2 separate regions of the Mus musculus genome follow, and region 1 is linked to region 2. The links are chromatin contacts, called in public promoter capture Hi-C maps. All regions are on one chromosome and are shown on one strand. The core of a region is the stretch at or near the end of the contact, and the rest is flanking DNA. Distances in the headings are between cores, read along the strand shown.

Region 1 (5,770 bases), core at 2,498-4,997, 140 kb before region 2:
TTGATCCTCCTCAATGACTATGATTGACCCAGGCAGTCAGTAGAAACGTGGACTGGGGATCCCTGAGGGATTTTCAGGGCAAGGGGTTCTCGTACTAGAGAGGGGTCCAGTGTTGCACCTGTGTATGTGACTTCTACCTGAACTATTTCCCAGCCGGTAGACTCCAGCTCTGCCTCACCTCTCAGCCTCAGTTTCTTCATCTATATGGCAGCATTGGAAAAGTACCTGTCTGCTAGGTCAAGGAGCACGGTGCTTGGCATGTCTCAGCGTTGGGTCCCCAAGTCCCAGGGCAATGGGACGGGAGCGTTGATGGTACAGATGCCTTCCTCCAGGGCAGGGCAGGGCAGGGCAGTGGTTGGTGCCCCTGCTTCCCTCCACAGCCATGCCTGGTAACCTACAGAGAGGGAAGCAGCTGCAGCAGCCTCTGATCTGGAAACCGACCCAGAGGAAGTGTGATCCCCTGTGCCCTGGTTTCATGTCACAGGTGTCTGTGCATGGCTACCCACACATTTTACGTGGCAAGCTCCCAAGAAAGTGATGATTATTAGTGTATATGCATATTTCTATTTCTGAGAACAGTAACCTATCTCTTGAGTTTAACCACTTCATCTACATGACCCTGGTGGCCCCTTCTTAGGCTCACCACCACCAGGGACATGCTTGGAGCCTAACTGACACTAGGAAGAGTGCCTGTCACCACCACAAGATACCCATCTATTTCTGCCTTCATTCTCTGGGCCAGTCGTGTGATGTCCTACCTTGTGTGTCCCTTTAGGAGATATGCATGTGTGAAAGTGTGGCCAGCCACAGAGCTAGCCCATATACATTCTCCGTGTTGGCATCCTTAATTAACCCATAACACTGCTATAAGTTAACAAATTATATTCATCTAAGTACACAAGAGAGCTGATTCCTCTGTGTGTGTGTGTGTGTGTGTGTGTGTGTGTGTGTGTGTTTCCTTCTCCATCCACTCCCCAAAGAAGTCAAGACAGGCTGCCTCTGAGAGCCAGGGCCCAGCAGGAGGCTACTTCCCAGCTTTCTCTAGAACAGCCTATACCCTTCACAGAGTGCACACATTCTACAAGGTTTAGAGAAACTGAATCAGGCCCTGACTTCCAGAGCTGTGGAGCGTCTGGGTGTTGGGAGCATGGTCTTACCTGGTTGGTTTTTCTGGTGAACTGACTGAGTAGTGGACCTTGTGACGGGATCCTGTGGTGACATGGCCCTGCATTTGAGTCTGTTGGGAAAGAAAGGTCTCTCTGAAACAATGGTCAGGTTCTAGCCATCTGTATTGGGGTTTCTGGGCTGTATCTGTGGTGGCAAGAAAACTGTGAGCATGACACATGAACCTCAAGGCCAGCTGCGGCTCAGGGAGTGAGGACACTTGACTATAGGGGGCCCGGGTAGTGAAAGCCCCTCCGTTTACCACCTCCTCATTCATCTTGGAAGCTTCTGACCCCAGGACCACAGACTTTCCCTAGGATGCCTGGTAGCCAATTCAGCTTGGGCCATGCATGTTTGTGTTTTGGTTTGTTTAGACAAGTGTCACAAATTCATTTAAATAATTTTTCAGATAACGTACTTTTCTGCCACACAGATGAACATGTGGGAAAGATGTAAAGTGAAAAGGCTCCCTTGTCCCTGTGCCTCAGTCACCTGCTGCAGACCCTGGTGGCAGTTCTGGCACCTTCCAGAGGATCTACCCTCTCTGCTGCCCTCTCCTCATGTCCTCAAGTCAGCCTACATGGTGCTGACTTACGCTCCTTACAGCTGCACAGTGTAAATCCACGGTAGGCAGCATCATGATGTCAGCAGTGCACACACTGTGGATTGGCGTCTGCATCATTTCTCATCATTTCTCATTGCAGACAGCACTTCAGTACGTGTACTGACACGGATTGTTCTGTCTCTAAGGTCAGCTCCACAGAGTGGATCTGATGGGTCAAACGATGCATCCTCTTTAGTTTGGATGAATGTAGTCATATGACCTCCCACAGAGCTGGACTGATTTCTATTCCAGTAAACAGCATATGACTGTATTTTTTTGTCTCTTTGCCAATACCATGTATTTCAAAATCCCAACTGGATGCGTGAAAGATGGTGTTTTTATTGGTAGCTCACAGTTTTACCCACATATCTTCTTAGATGTCAAGCGTCAACTTTTCGCTCATAAGCCACTTACTATATATTAAAGACCTTGTGTGTGTGTGTGTGTGTGTGTGTGTGTGTGTGTGTGTACACAATGGTGCACATGTATGTGTGCACATAGAAGCTAGAGGACAATCTTGGCTATTATTCCACATAAAGTTCCTACCTTGTTGGTTTGAGGCAGGATCCCTCACAATCCTAGAACTCAGTTGGTGAGTTAGGCTGACTGGCCAGTGAATTTCCCTTCCTCTTAGTGCTGGGATGCTACCAGCATGCCCGCATGTCTGGCTTTTTTTTTTTTTTTTTTTTTTTGAGTTATGAGGATTAAACTCAGGTACTCATGCTATAAGACTAATACTTTGCCAACTGAGCCACCTCCCCAGTCCTTCTGTTTTGTTTGTACCCCCACCCACTCAGGATTATGTTTTTTACAGCATCTGAGCTTCCCATTTCACTTAGAAATCAGCTCACCAGATTTCAATCTTTTCTCCTAAAAGTGCCAGGAATCTTGTGGCAGCATTTGTGCTTGGCCTCCCATAGAGAAGGGCAGGAGAAGGGCACCCCTGCCTTGTAGCAGGGGAACCCCTCTGAAAAACTGAACGTGGCACAGTCTTCCAGGACAGAAACCAGGAGAGCATGGTGGTACACCTCAGCACAGACCCACTGCATCTGAGTGAGCCCTTCTCTCCCAGACACAGCTGGCCTCCCTGTGTTCATTGGAAAGTCAGACAGCTCCCGGAATTCAGCACCCAACCAGACCCCTTCCAAGCCAGGCAGCTTCTGGGTACCCACATTGGGAAGGCAGCTAAAAGTGCCTTTGCGGTAGGTGGTTAATTCCTGCTTGCTACTTACTAATAATTATAGCTTTCACTTTGGCACCTCGCACAGCCGAAACCAGCAGCTATTCTTAGATGTGCAAGATCAGATTTTCTGATTTCTGCTGGGAATTTGAAGCTGTGATACTGTCACAATTTCCTTAGCCTTGACCCCTTCCCCTCCTCAGCTTCTCTCAGCCACCATGAGGTTCATCAGCGGAATCTAGAGGCAACTGTGGTTGGCCACCATGAGGAAATAAAGACAGTTGCTAGACACGTGGCATATGGGCCAATACACAGGGGTGTACTAGACACAGAGTTCTGGGGATCAGCCCTGCCCTTCATCACCAGCCTCTTCATCTGTGGGGTCTGAGTGAATGCTCTTTACCTTTGGTATAGCTGGCACTTTCCAAGCACAAGGTGTGGTTCAGACACTGTGCCAATAGCTCGGTGACTTGCTTAGTCCCCGTCCTAACTGAGGTAGAGCTGCCAGGTCACTCATCTCAGGCTGCAAGACTCATGTGCCACCAGGAGGCCTAAATTCAGAACCAGCCGTGCAGCCCACAGCTCTGCCTTCCGTCGTTCTCTGTAATGTTGTCGAGTGTCTGGTTGTGTGCCAGGCTCCGCAGCACAGTGGTCACGGAGACAGATACTCAGTCCCTGCCTTCCTAGGGTCTGCAGATGCAGAAGCCTGGGACGTCCATGTGCCAAGTACTAGGAACAAACAGTGCAGCTCCTGTAACCCTTGGGAACAAAAAGTCTTGCCAAAGCAAGAAGCAGGAAGCAATCGAAGTTTGGTCAGCACCGGAGAGGAACAATGGAAGAGGTGCAGTACCACCCAGCACAGCACAACTTGAAAGAGTCCTGCAGGCAGCAGAAGCTCTGAGAGGGGAAAGACAGTGCAGTTCTAGGACCCAAGGGGAGGCAGCAAGTCCTGTGGCCAGGGTCAGGTCATCCACGTTAGGCTGTTTCAGGCAGCCATGTTAGAATCTTTGAACTCTAAATCCTAGAGTCCCCAAGAAGCTATTCAAGTGGGAAAGGTCTGAATGGGACTTTAAAAGCTCTCTCCAAGTAAGTGTGGGATGACAGAAGGCAGCAAAAGGTGGGGACCTCAGAGGAGAGTTGAGAGTGTGTGTTTGCTGTTTATCTCACTGTTGAAATAAAAGCAAATCCATGCCTGTCTGGACTGCAAAGTCGGGTCAGAACCAGTCTGAGGAGTTAGTAAGCCCCCAAATCAAACGTAAGATAAGGACTGGGGGAGCAGCTCCATGACAGAGTATGTACAGCTCTGATTGCCAGCACACACTTGTAGCTCCATGATAGAGTATGTACAGCTCTGATTGCTACCACACACACATGTAGCTCCATGGTAGAGTATATATAGCTCTGATTGCCAGTATACACATGTAGCTCCATGGTAGAGTATGTACAGCTCTGATTGCCAGCACACACATGTAGCTCCATGGTAGAGTATGTACAGCTCTGATTTGCCACCACACACATAATTCTGACTCCTAACTCTTGCAGGTAGGACACAGGCAAGTTAGTTCTCATCCCACTGAGCAAAATAAGGAAATTGGAACATTCACACTAGATCACATAGTGAGCTGCTCAGTATGCAACAAACACTAATCACTAGGGAAATCGGAGTATATGTCTGTATGAGAGAGGGATATGTCTATGTGTGCTACATGCATGTGTGCATTGGTGTTTGGAAACCAGAGGGTTCTAGGTGGCTTTTCTGTGGCTGTCAGTTCTGTTTTCTTGAGACGGAGTCTTATTGAACCTGGAATCTGCCATTTTGGGTTATGCTGGCAAGCTAGCAAGCCCCAATGGTCTTCTTGTCTCTATCACGTCACAGAGCTGGGGTTATGGACACCTGGCTTTTTAGATAGGTCAGAGGATCTGAACTCGGTTCCTCAGCTTATTCAGCAAGGTTACCTACTGAACATCGCCCCAGGCCCGCCCAGGAAAAAACTCTTCTGCTGAAGGCTGTGTGGCATAAAGACAAGTTATCCAATGCATCTGCAGGGAAGGAGTTGCTGGGGGCCCAGACAAGATCAGTCCACTAAGGAGGGGTAGACTAAAACCATCCACCCAGGATGCAGGCAGAGTGAGTGACAGGAACTGCAGGCAAGAGAGTGCACCTTCCCTGCAAGAAAAGTCCCTGTGGATCAGTCGGCACAGGGGATCTGAGGAGGTGGATAGGATAAGAAGGCTGGGTGTGAAAAATGGCTGGCAAAGATGCTAATGACAATTCAGATAACCCATTAAAAACCAGTCAGCACCCAAACACAAGAATTGTGTGTAAGTAGACCGGGGGGGGGGGGGGGGGGGGCAGGGCTCAGCCCAGCATAGAGCGCCAAGAACACAGCTTGTCAGTGTGGTGGCAGTGCTCTGCCTGGCAGGCTTTTGGCTCCTCCCATTAATGAGTCAAGGACTCTAAGACTCCACCCAAGAAAATTCCTGAGTCAGAACCACTGGGTCATGGCCTAGAAGGACTGAGGTGTCTCACTCTCCCACTGAGCCACTGGGAAGGAATGACTCTTGACAGTCTGGCACAACCAGGCACAGACCCAGAGACAAGGAGAAGCTGTGTGGCTAAGGCCCTGGCAAAGACATTTGGCTAAGCCATCAATGAGAGCAGGCATAGGTGTGCTCAGCTTGGGGACTGTAAGGCCCATCATTGGGTCTGTCCCAGAAATGTTCAGAGAAAGCCAATACTACAACAGACTCCCCACCTCTTCTCACTGCCAACCCTCACAGACAGAGCAAAGCAACTGGAGAAATGGAGGCTGGGGAGGATG
Region 2 (6,553 bases), core at 663-3,162:
GACGTTGCAAAAGAAAGAAACTTGGAGCTTTGCATAATCTCTACATAGCAACAACCACTCATATCGCTAACAGACAGTATTTCAGCGTTTGGCAGCCGGTGCTAGGAGTTTTCACTTGCTTCGAGAAATAAAGCCGAGAAGTCTTCAGGGGCTGGATTCCTTCAGTGGTTTTGTGATAAATTTATCTCACACAGTTCTGAGGATTGCATGATCTGTGAATGTGTCAAGACTGCAAACTGTAGAACCATGGATACAAGGTCAGGCAATTGCTAAGTACTTAACCTGTACTCTCTGACCGTAAGAGAGGAAGACTGTCCATCCACAGATTGACTCATATCTAAAAGAAACCTTAAACAATACTTTTAAGGTTTATTTGTGTGTGTGTGTGTGAGTGTTTTGTTTGCATGTCTGCCTATGCACCGTGTGTGTGCCTGGTGTCCTTGGAGGCCAGAAGAGGGCTCCAGATCGCCTAGATCTGAAGTTTCAGACAGTCATGGGCTGCAGTTTAGGTGCTGGGAATCAAACTGGAGCCTCTGGAAGCAGACCAGTTAAAAGCAAGTGTTCTTAACCCACACGCCATCTCTCTAGCCCTGACACTGCTTTTCTTAATGTAAGTATGTTTAGGATAGTCTTATACAGAGTTGGTATGATGGGCTCATAAGGCAATTATTACAATGTCAAACTTTCCTAGTTTTACCATTGGTTGTGTCTGATAAAGCCCACCCTCTGTCCTAGGTAAACCAGACAACGAATCTCCTTTGAACTGTTTCTAATGCCTTAAGATGAATAGAAAACATCCAATGCCTTAAGATGGGAGGATGAAGGGCTGGAGAGATGGCTCAGTGGTTAAGAGCACTGACTGCTCTTCCAGAGGTCCTGAGTTCAATTCTCAACAACCACATGGTGGCTCACAACCACAGCAATGGGATCTGATGCCCTCTTCTGGTGAGTCTGAGGACAGTGACTGTGTACTCACATACATAAAATAAATAAAACCTTTATTTAAAAAAAAAAAAAAAGAAAGAAAGAAAGGATGAACAGAGTGAAAACAAAGACAGAGTGGTTTGGGTTCCTTTCTGGAGTTTGATGGGCACGAGGAAATAAATGCATTTCTAGAGTCAAACGTAACTTCTGTCTGCTGGTTTTCTTTCTCAGTCCCTGCACATAGTTTTGGGCTTTAAGGTTCTTAAATTTTTTTTTCCTGTTAAATTGCTATTTTTAGTCTATTTAAGATAAGGCTTTGCTATATAGCTTATGCTGCGTGAAAGTTTCTGTATAAGAAAACCTACAGAACTAATACTTCTATATTAGTGGCTTGGAATTCTTCTGAGTGGCTGGGATTATGGGTATGGGCTTTATGCCCGACTCTTGTAGTCATTTCAGAATCCTGCTTTCATAGATTGGCCTACTACACCTCTCATGCTGGTGGGCTTTGCTGCTGGAGTCACAATTCATGCAGGCAGCATTTAGAGTTCGGTAAAAGGCAAAGCGCATTTTCTGTCCTAGTTCGTGGAGCCTCTGAATTTTCTCCATGGAGTCCAGGTTAAGGACAATTCACTCTCCGCTTCTCCATTGCCGTTCTGGCTCCACTTTTGTCCCCTTCTGTTTTCTGACCTCTCCAGCCTTCAGTTCAACAAGCCACCACTGCTTTCTGTATTACACGCCTGTCTGGTTTTGCTGTAATCTTGCTTAGTCTACAGCAGATTGTCATGGGTTTAGTGCTTTTTTAGGAAGGGCAGACGTTTATTTCTCACGGTTCTGTGGCTGAGAAGTGCATCATCAAGGCAACATCAGACTGGAGTCTGGCGGAGGCTCCTCCCGCTAATACAGTGCCTTTCTGTTTCATCCTCATAGGGTGTGAGGTCAAAGGCCAGAGGGACACCGATGCTCTGCTTCATGTGGCAGAGGAGATGAAAGGCCCAGGCAGCTCTGACGCCTCTTTTATAAGGAAGTTGAACCCACTCACCAGGGCACAGCCCTCATGACTAATCACTTCCCTTTTTTATGGTATAAGTTCCAGCATAACTTTGGAAGGGACACACAGTCACGTTTTGGCACATTCCCATCCCTGGTTCTATCTCATGCCCTTGGTTTAATCTGTAGCCCAGATAATCAACCACATCTACCTGGATCATTGCCCTGCCCAAACAGGGCAGGCTCATGAATTCAAATGTGAGATCAGCTCACATCAACACTCCCCTGACCCCACCCACTGGCTCCCTTAACACTTATTTCACGTCTCCTGTTCCCACATTCTACGTCTATTATGGGTAGCCAATTACTCATTCATTCAGTGAATATTTGTGATACACCTATCAGGAGTGTGGCTCTGGACTGGAGACCAAGGGCATGAGAAGCATAACGTGCCTGGACCTTGGTTTTTAACGGACTCTTACTAGTTGGAAGAAAACTAAACGGAAGTGGCACATTTTTTGCAAGGTGGGAGACAATGGTCACCACTTCAGGTGTCTAGAAGGAGGATTCATTCTGTTGGATCACGGCCTCGTGGCACTGGAGGTGGCTTCGAGGATCAATACAGATGTCCCCGAGGAAGGCATTCTACAGGGAGGGAAGACTGGAAATGTAGGTGAAGAGGCTGGAAAGAACAGTGTCAGGGAAGGGGAGGAAGGGGAGTTTGTAATAAGGGCCCATCAGACAAGACAAGGCTGTGCTAGCATTGTTAAGGTATGTAGTGTGAGCCTGTGTGAGTAGACAGCCCTGCACTCCTGTGCTCCTTTGAAAATTTTGAGAAATGACAGACAAACTCTAAGGTACTACTGTGGAGCATGCCCAGTGAACTGCACAGACAAAGCCCCCTACATAACCCTACCTGTTCTGGAACTCACCGCATAGACCAGGATGGCCTCAAACTCTGAGAGACCTGCCTGCTTCTGCTTCCCAAGTGCATGCTGGGAGTAAAGGTGTGCACCACCATGCCCTGTTTCTGTACGGTTACTTCCATTGTCTCACTGACTGCTCACTGGACTGAGCTTGCTCCTTGTCACAAGGAAGGGGCTTTAGGCTTGAGAGGACAAGCGACTGGCTGAGGTTCACCCCTGGCCACAGACCTTGCCTTACTAATGTCTGTGAGGAGTTGGTCTGGGAGTTGCTGATGGGAACTCAGAGATGTGGATGAGGGGGGTGGGGGAGAGCTGTATTACTAAACTCAGTGTTTGAAAGTCTTAAGTTCTGGGAGCTGGAGAGATGGCTCAGAGGTTAAGGTCCTGAGTTCAATTCCCAGCAACCACATGGTAGCTCATAACCATCTGGAGTGAGATCTGGCGCCCTCTTCTGGTGCACAGGCAGAGCATTGGATACATAATAAATCAATTTTTTTTAAAGTCTTAAATTCTAGACTTATTTGTTTCAAAATTCATGAAATATTTGTGAATTCTTTTAAGAACCAAGGCACTTAAGTGAGATCTTTTTCATAAAATGTTTTTTTATAAAATTTAGTACTGTCTGTTTCAAAGTCGGCTTATTACCTTGAGAGATTAATTTTATGAAGAGACTAAGTATCGAGTTCTTTATCAGGGAGTTTCTTTGTATTCCTCCCCTCCTGCATTTGCTGAATTTTGCTGTAGAAAGGCTGATAAGGAGGAACATGGTCCTCCAGGTCTTCCTGTGTAAATAAGTCGTGATTTTCTGTGAAATGTGTGTGCTAACGGGCACAGAGAAAGAATGGAAGCTATCATTTTGGAATTATTTTCTAATTTTCTAAAATAATTTGCAATGGGGGCCAGAGAGGTGGCTCAATGGGCAAAAGCACTGTACTACCCTAATAGCCTGTGGAACCTACAATGGGATTAAGGCCTGTCTCCCTCAAGTTGTCCTCTGACCTCCACACATGTGAAACACACACACACACACTTGTGCACCAAATAGACACATGTTAAAACAAAACAAAACAAAACAAAACATCGTATACAGCCAATTGTATTGGCATTTGCCAGTAATCCAGTGCTCTGAGGCTGAGACAGGAGGCTTGCCATTAGTTTAAGGCCAGCCTGGAGATCCTGTCTCCAAAAACGGGGAAAAAAAATTGCCAGGCAGTGGTGGCGCACGACTTTAATCCCAGCATTTGGGAGGCAGAGACAGCCGGATTTCTTAGTTTGAGGACAGCCTGGTCTACAAAGTGAGTTCCAGGACAGCCAGGGCTATACAGAGAAATCCTGTCTCAAAGAAAAAAACAAAACAAAAACAAAAAACAAAACCAACCAAACAAACAAAATCATGTTCAAAAGTAAAACAAGGGTGAAAGAAAAACAATGTTAGATTCTAGATTTATCCACCATGCCCCCACCACACATCACCTCAATCCTCTCAGATGAGGAAAGATTGAAAAAGTCCTTCCTCAATCGAGCCTCCAAGACCTCTGTATTTGTGTCCATTGAGTAATCCTTAATACAAAAAAAGTCCTATGAGGACCTAAAACTAGCACCTTGGATTTATTTTACTAATCCTGTCCACCTGTTCTTGATTTCCCCACAGTTCTGGCTAGAAGTGCTTTCTGCTCCATATGCATCAGATATTATAATTGATGCTCGAGTCACATTATCTTCTTCATAATGTACCACGACGGATCACATGTCGAAGCTAAATGTTTCTTAGGAGCACCTGCGTTGTATTTGACTAGCAGTATGCTTTCCCCCCACCCCACCCCCACCCCCTGCCGCAGGATACAGTTGTAACACGACCTTGGCGTGTAGGTCATGGAAGACAGTGGGAGCCTTTTGGCTAGGTCCTCTCTGAGCTTTGCACAGCGGCACTGATCCGACTTCCTCTGCAGGCCCGTGGGAGTGGTCTGACCCAATCTTCATAAAGTACACGGTTCTCTGCCCCTCATGTATTTCATACTTAAAATTCATACACATTTATGTTTCTCCTAATTAGAAAGAGTCTCTCGCCCCACCCCCACCTCCCGACCCCAAATAAGTTACTTATTCTCCCTGTGGCTCCTAGTCCCTGCTCTCTCACCCCGCAGCCTGGTCAGGTACATGAAATTATTTATCTAGAGAGCCGTGGAATCCCTCGCCTGCAGCCAGAGGAATTGAGGTGACTGGGATTGGCTTCTCTGATAATTAAAAAGCCACGGGAAGAACACAAAGATGGGCTCCAGGGTGCTGAGGTTGGACCACAGCGTCGCCGGGCTATGACGTCACCGGGCTATGACATCACCATGGAGATTCGGACAGGTACAGTGGACGTCCGGACTGGTGTCGACAGGGAGGGAAAACCCAAGGTTCTGGTCCTTTTCTCTACTCTTCCTTTTGCCTGTAACTTTGGGTCAGGTACTGGAATTTGGGCCCCAATTTCCTTGCACAAAGGCAGAACCAAATAGGTAATCTCAGTTTCTTTGCCTGTGACAGTTTTTTGTTTGTTTGGGTTGTTTTTTGTTTTGTTTTGTTTTGTTTTGTTTTGTAATTCATTATGAATAAGTTGTACTGGGTCAGTCATAGATGATATGTTTCATTGTTTACAGACGAAGCTTCACAGATGCCCCAGAAATGACCATTATCCACAGACTGCAGAGACTCTCCAGTATCCATGTGAAGACGTTTCAAAACATCACCGTGGAGTCTAGGCCTGCCATCTATGGATCCTGACCAGTGTTACAGAAACACAGACTAGTGAACCTGTTAGTGTTAAGAGGTAATTCTTACAGAAATCAAGAGGGTACCTGCTCACAAAGATGACACTCCCAAGAAGTTTATACAATATTTTCATTCTATTCTCTTCAGTAATTTTTTTGTGGGGGTATGCTGAGGTGAAGCCAGGGTTCCAGGTGTTCAGTGAGTGTTCTTGACCATCAGAGCCATCTTTCTAGCCCCAAGTTCTTATAATTCTTCATTTAAAAAAAGCCTGGAAAAGAAGTTAAGACTAGACTCCTCCCTCCAACTGACACATTGTTCATTGATCCTAATAATTACCTTCTGGACATTTCATTTTCTAAATGGCTATAGTTAGGTGGCTCCCCTTGGCTTTAGAAATGTTTTGAACTCTGCCAGGAAGTGCCTTGAAGTAAGCGATGGTTCATATAAGCCATCAAAGCTGCCATCAGTCACTCGGCTACCATTGTGGACAATGGAACAGCCTACTTTGTTCTTTTCATGCAGTTGGAAGAAAACCGACGGAGCACAGACAGCCTGCAGGTCTAGCCTGCAAATGTTCTGGAATTTTCTATCACCCCCTACTGACACACCTGAACGTTCCTCTTTGGCCACCTGGATGATGCAAAATATAGGACCTTTGTTCATCCCGCGTGTGGATGGAATTGGGCCATAGGAAAGGGAAAAAAAAGGTTTTTTCAGCTTTTTCAAAACTTGAGAGCTGGCAAGGCCGCACAGCCAGGAAAGGCTTGTGCTACTAAGCCTGACAACCTGAGTCCAATCCCTGAACTCCCATGATGGAGGAGAGGACTGACTCTCACAGATTGTCATATGACCACATGGATACCCATTCCCCACCCCACCCCCCATGTTAAATAAATAAGCGTAATTTTAAAAAGTGCGAAAGGAAAAAAAAAAAGAGTCAAAGACAAATCATTGGGAAT

What was found. Capture Hi-C pulls out chosen DNA fragments and counts their contacts.
Region 1: a promoter capture Hi-C map of adipose tissue shows a contact between it and region 2. The contact joins two enhancer-like sites. A contact is called at or near these places in 2 of 39 promoter capture datasets (Sertoli cells and maxillary cranial neural crest), 2 of 15 datasets of contacts at CTCF or cohesin (large pre-B cells and stem cell-derived epiblast-like cells), 15 of 484 Hi-C or Micro-C datasets (the HL-1 cell line, the N1E-115 cell line, adipose-derived mesenchymal stem cells and 8 more), 30 of 115 datasets of contacts at active chromatin or transcription factors (the NIH/3T3 cell line, the SCID.adh cell line, bone marrow-derived dendritic cells and 19 more) and 5 of 9 other capture datasets (adipose tissue, embryonic stem cells, liver and 2 more).

The regions. Positions count from the first base shown.
Region 1 is chr12:100,326,633-100,332,402 of GRCm38.p6, reverse strand. The region is part of intron 18 of Ttc7b (tetratricopeptide repeat domain 7B); the gene reads left to right. Among named protein-coding and RNA genes, the nearest start is that of Gm51958, 20 kb to the left of the region's middle. Within about 2 kb of position 3,747, at least 26 of the 459 cell types and tissues checked have an H3K27ac peak or open chromatin away from gene starts, as enhancers often do. A contact at or near this core is called in the HL-1 cell line and adipose tissue, where this site is marked.
Region 2 is chr12:100,179,605-100,186,157 of GRCm38.p6, reverse strand. It overlaps Gm36263 (a long non-coding RNA gene), which reads left to right and starts at 5,205. Exons shown (of 4, transcript XR_381836.3): 1 at 5,205-5,341; 2 at 5,483-5,652. Within about 2 kb of position 1,912, at least 105 of the 459 cell types and tissues checked have an H3K27ac peak or open chromatin away from gene starts, as enhancers often do. A contact at or near this core is called in the HL-1 cell line and adipose tissue, where this site is marked.